Regions from separate parts of the Zea mays genome. Here region 1 is linked to region 2. Evidence: chromatin contacts called from public Hi-C data. All regions are on one chromosome and are shown on one strand. Each heading gives the region's core, a stretch centred on a gene start, on an enhancer-like site or on the middle of the called end of the contact. The rest is flanking DNA. Distances are from core to core; before and after follow the strand shown. Region 1 holds the start of LOC100382466. Region 2 holds the start of LOC100277603.

Region 1 (2,978 bases), core at 7-2,506, 140 kb after region 2:
AGGCATGCCTGGTCTCCTGAACAAAGGCAAGTTTCTCTTCCAACAGCAACTCGTCAGTGTCAGATTCGCACACCATTCTTAGTTGAGTAGAAACCTCTTCAATGTACTCCTTTATAAGCTTAGGAACCTGCATTGCGACAGATCAGCCATGGTTACTGGAATGACAGTGATGCTGAGTTCAGAGTTCAGCGATCTTTAGTATTGCTGAATCTCTTGTTGCAGTTAAGAGGTGATTTTGAATTTTTCAAGACCATCACAATTTACAAAACATGGACAAACAGATATATCACTATAAATCAGCAGCGTAAATTAGTAGAAGCTACGGTTACTTTGTCAATTACCTCTAGCCTGCCCTTGTGAAGTTCAGGGTTGCACATGTTCCCCAAGTTCCTAACAAGATCGCCGCGCATACAGAACACCACGTCCCGGAGCGACCCGTCCTCCCTCCGTCTCCGGAGTTCCTCGAGCCTATTCCTGATGAGCTCCTCGTCGTAGAAATCCGCCTCGTGGACCTGCTCAGACATCTTGTCGAGCACCTTGGCGGCGCGCGCCCAGACCTCGTACGTCCCGGCATGCAGCATGGCCTTCTCGTGCTGCCTGCGCCGGCGCGCGAGCGCCGCCCGCGACCGCGCGGCCGAGAGTTTCCTCAGGAAGAGGGCGAGGAGCACGGCCATGAGGAGGACGCCGTGGCTGTTCCTGAGGTGCAGCCAGGACGCCGCCACCGGCAGCGCCGCGCTGCGCACGCGCGAGATGGCCGCGTACGCGCGCGCCCGCAGGCGCCACAGCGAGCTGAAGAGGAGCACGCGGAACGCCACCCCGCGGCCCAGCAGCGTCGACGGCCCGATCCTGAAGGAGCCGACGCTCGCTTCCCCGGACTCGTCCATTGGACCACGGAGCCAGCGATTTCTGTGAACTTGACCAGCAGTAGTAGAAGAAGAAAAGACCCCAAAACCCAAATTGTTCTAATCTCGAGCTGAGCCCTTCAGCGCCGATACGAAGAGAGGCGCAAACAGCAAGAAATCCCCAATTCGTATCAATCAAGTCATCGCCACCGAAGCCCTGCTGCTACCCGAATCCGAACTAAAAGAATCGGAGTTGAGCAGCGCAGGGTTGCGGATCTAGAAATCGCGAGCTAAGTCAGTGGCGCGCCTCCGATGTCTGCCTCGAGTCGGGACGCAACGCATCAAGAAGATGCAAGGCGTGGGAGGAGAGAAATAAAGCCCCCGAAATTGAAAAGGGAGAGAGAGAGAGAGAATGGGTCAGGGGTCAAGTAGATAAAATCGACGCTATTTTGGTACAAGACCCCCGAAATAAAACACAAGGCTCCAGTTATCTCGGCCGAATCAATCGATCAGAGATCGTGCAGTATTAAAATGGAAAAGGAGAGAGAGAGAAAATCCTTTGCGTGGAAGAAAAGTGGGATGGGCACTTGGGCAGGCGTGGACGCAAGGTTAAAACTATGGCGCGGCGAGGATACGGCGGCGTCCCATTGGGCGGGCAATAATGGTGGCGCGAGACAAGTGGGAGAAACGGATCGCTTGGATGGTTTTGTCTCCTCTCCTTTCTCCAGTTCCAAAGGAGGAAGATGGAAGCAGAGGATGAAGAGAAGAATCATGAAACCTGGAGGATATGGCTGCTGCTTGCGTCCTGCCTTTTGTGAGAACTGGTCATCGGGGAAAAGAGTGAGAGGCGGGGAGCCGTTTGTGTGTACGGACACTCCTACTAGCTCCAACTGCCACACGGCCAGCTTCACGAGCTGCTTTTTTCAGCTTCGTTTGCCAAACGCTCCCGTGTCCGCTCCAACCGTCAGCCGCGCGCGATATCAGCTGAGAGGGAAGTGAGCATATCTCTACTATCTATTAAGGCTGTAAGAGTAGCCTGACTTTTTTTGTTCTGCCTCTCCTTGGCCGTCGGATCTTGTTCTGTGGCTCCGTGGCCGTAGGATCATATGTCGACCGCGCCATACGTCACCCCTCCCTCACCCTACCACCTTCGGCGGCGCCCGCGTGCGCAGCAACCGTCCCCTCACCCACCCCGGCGCCACCGTCCCCCCACCTCCGCGGTTCTCGCGTCCCCCCCCCCACCCCCGCGCTTCAGACAATCTCCACCCTGAACTCTGATGCTCGCGAATCTTTGACGCAGCGACGGCAGCCGCCTTCGCACCTACTCAATCTCCATCGTCGATCCGAGCACCATGGCGATCCAGGCGCAGCAGTGGGCCACCCCGTCGCCGACGCGTGACAGAGCGGGCAGCGGCGAGTGTCCGGCCGACACAGAAGCTCCCCGACACCGCCGCGTCCTCGGACGACGTGGACCTCGTCGTCGTCGCCTCCACGCACCACGCCGCCGCCGCTAGGTACGTGCCGCCGCGAGTCACGTCGCACACCGCCGACCCGAATCCTGCCCGCTGCGATGGTGGGGTACTCGTGGAACGGTGGCCATCACGCTCGCCTCGATCCGCTCACGCCGTGGCGGCGGTAGCCCGCAGAGATGCCCTCGTTGCCCCTAGCTTTGCCTCCGGCTCCCGCACTAGCTCCGCTTCCAAGGAGGCAAGGACCTCGCCTCCTCACGCATAGGTCAGGTCTGCCGATCGACCGGCTCGTGCCCGCCATCCTATCTTGCAAGCGCCGGGCCACGGCGATGCAGCGTGGAGCGCTGCTGACCAGGGCTGTCGTCGCGAGGCTCTACCTCGTCGTGCTCAACATCGACACCCACAGGTGCTGGGCCCGCGACTACTACAACAACTACGCCCAGTTCCGGTACGCTCGTGCACACGAAATCCCCTTGGTTCCTATGGCCTTCATTCGCATGTTACTATGTTAGTTGGGTTGGCGACTCCGTTCACTGCGCGTCAGCCATCCGTTCTGTTGCCTGCGCAGGTACACTGGTTTCTTGTACTTGTTGTTCCAGTTCGTCGCGCTCGTGGAGATCATGAGGAGGAGCTAGCATTTGATTCCCCATCCTAAGCGTGATCTCTT
Region 2 (2,858 bases), core at 271-2,770:
GTCCACAATGAAAGAACACAGAAGATCTGTCCTGTCATTCTGCTGACGAGGTTCGTTCCCAGATGCAGTAGCGATGAAATTGGGGGCAGCGAGAAGCCGCGTTCTCTGCACGGCGTGGTGAGAAGCCTCACACTCACTCACTCATCCTCACCGGCGCAATGCTGAAGCACATAGGGTTGGCATTCCTTATTAAAGGATGATGATCCGATTGCAGCTACAAATTATTCCTTCTTACTCCATACAGGCCTACCAATCATCCTAATCTCCCAGACATCAGCAGTAACAGATCGATGGAATGGAACGCTACATTGGTGTTGAAGACAGATGAAAGAATGAAATCTCTATAGCAGCAAAGCACAGAAACGAACCAATCCACTTCCACACAATGCAGCACCACCGATCCATGGATGAATACCACCATCACTTGCCCTTCTCCTTCTCCTTCTCCTGCGCCGTCTCTTCCTCCACCTCCTGCTTGCCGTTGGCGTCGTCCATGTCCTTGAGGAGCTTGAGCTTGTCGTTTTCCTTGTCCTTGTCGGCCCTCAGCTCCTCGGCCTCCTTGAGCCAGAGGTCGGCGAACTCGCAGTCCCTGTAGCGCTCGAACCACGGCCCGCCGGAGGTGTAGTGGATGGCCCTGGGGCGCGTGGCCGGGTCGGCCGGGTCGACCCGGTTGTGGCCCACGAGGAAGTTCCAGGCGAAGGGCACCTCCCCGATCTCGTCGTCGTCGAGCCAGGCGAAGCGGTGGAGGAAGGCACCCGTCTGGGTGCTGACGGCCTCCGGAGTGAGCGCGGCCACGTTCTTGGGGTGGCCGCAGTTGTAGAGCACCATGGAGGACCAGTTCTTGCGCGGGTACACCGTCTGGATGGCGCCGTCCATCTTGGTGGCCTCGGCGGGCTGGTACTCGTGCTTCACGCAGGCGACGGCAATGCGGCCGGCGCCGGCCGCGCGGTCGGCGGCGGCCGCGGCGGCGAGGAGGTCGGCCAGGTCCGCCAGGTAGAGGAAGTCGCAGTCGACGAAGAGCGCCCAGCCGCGGTACCCCGCCAGGTACGGGGTGAGGAAGCGCGTGAAGGAGAACTCGGTGCTCTCCGTGGGGCCGCGCGCCCGGGTGTACAGCCCCGCGGCGCGCAGCTCCGCCTGCCGGATCGGGCGCACGTCAAGCGGGATCGATGAGCGCCGGAGCAGGCTGCGGCGGCACACCTCGTACGCCTCGTGCTCCCGCGGGTCGTACCCCACGAACACGCGGAACGGCTCCCCCGCCGGTGGCAGCAGCGGCGTTGGATGCGGCGGCGCCGGCATGGCTGGACGTGTTGGGGGTGGATCTGGTCGGCGGTCGAATGGAACGGGGCGCTGGGAGGGACGGGACGAGGAGGCAGGGAGAGCCCGGGTCGGCGTCCCCCGCTTTAATGGCCGGGGCACGGGAGGTGGGGTCCAGGCTAAAGATGGCGAGGAGCGTGCGTGAGGAGGGGGGGAATGGGGATTCCTCCTCGCCGCCGGGCGGCCGGGCTGGTTTTCGGTGGAAAAGGCGTCCAGCCGTCGTCCACCGCGGTCCAAATCCACGCCCACATGGGTATGGGCCAATGACGCGTGGACCTAGAAGGTGTCGGGTACTCGGGTCCAACCCCCTGGACCCAGGAGCCAGCGGGAGCGGACGTAATCCAGCTGCGGCGATGTCGGTGCTGGGAGCGGCGGGCGCCGTTGGGGGAGGTTCGGGACCGGCGACAGATGGAGCGCTTGCGCTTCGCACGTGGCGGGTCGCAGACCGCCGCGTGGCAGTTCGCGGGAGGCGAGCCTGCGCCGCGGATTTGCTGGTGGACCTTGCACCGCTGCACGCCTGCACGGGTATCGGGGTACGTGCCTATGCACTCGGTCGGGTATGCTGTCGTCGGACGGTTCGTCGCTGGCTCGCTGCCGCTGGAATTCATCGCAGCTCGACCATTTTTGTCCAGCACGTAAAAGAAAAAAACAGCAACGGAGCAGCCGGATTGGATCGATGGTGCCCAATGGATTTCGTTTTTAATGTTGTACTCGCACCGGTGTGCATTAAATATCCAACGGCCAATCACGGTCTATAAAAATATTTATAAACTTATAGGGCATCCACAATAGTTGTATAAAATAGCTACCTATGCAGAGACGAGAAAAAAAAAATAGTAATTTATCTCACCACTAGTCATTGGTCCCACACATAATACACTCAGTTTCTTGTATTACTTGAAATCTTCTATCTATTTGCTCGTCACTAGCTATTCTCGTTTTCCCCATATTTTCTATACACGTAGGAAAGAGAGTGAATCTAGCTAGTGAAATAGCTAGCCATTGGAGACTGTTGGGGACTTTACTCAAATATTATTAATTAAGAACAAGGCAACACAAGATATTAAATGTTAATGCCCTTCGTCCTTCGAAACATTATTTCTCTTTAGGATATAATGATCTTCAGACGAAGGTTATGAAGGGCATACCTTCATCACAGCAGAGTATAATAATAAAAGAAGAAGCATATGAAATATAAGAGATGACATAAACAATCATATAACGTTGTTAATTCATTCTTATTATATTACCATGAAAAGGTAGAAACAATATTGAATTAACAACAGTACCTTTGGCTTGACAGAAGACAAAAAGTACAATTGTGGCGTAAAAGCAAAAGTCAATCAGCGTGAACAGTACGGGGTACTGTTCATCTATTTATAGGCACATGACTCAGCCTATGAGAGATTACAATTATGCCCTTTACATTTGCTATTGACTTATAGAAAAATCTACGAGGACTGAACAACATTTTCCCTTTTAAGTCGGTTCCCTTTTCTGTGATTTAGCCGAAACTCCCTTTCGCACAGCTTCGAGGCGACGAC

What was found. A called contact is a pair of places that touch in the nucleus more often than the background predicts.
Region 1: a Hi-C map of ear shows a contact between it and region 2, with 4 times the contacts expected there. The contact joins the promoter of LOC100382466 here to the promoter of LOC100277603 in region 2. A contact is called at or near these places in 6 of 25 Hi-C or Micro-C datasets (bundle sheath, ear, endosperm and 2 more).

Annotation. Positions count from the first base shown.
Region 1 is chr1:298,874,249-298,877,226 of Zm-B73-REFERENCE-NAM-5.0, forward strand. It overlaps LOC100382466, which reads right to left and starts at 1,257. Exons shown (of 4, transcript NM_001175206.1): 1 at 342-1,257; 2 at 1-127. The coding sequence starts at 884. It also overlaps the pseudogene LOC103645707.
Region 2 is chr1:298,732,192-298,735,049 of Zm-B73-REFERENCE-NAM-5.0, forward strand. It overlaps LOC100277603, which reads right to left and starts at 1,521. Exons shown (of 1, transcript NM_001151116.2): 1 at 183-1,521. The coding sequence starts at 1,296. The coding sequence ends at 421.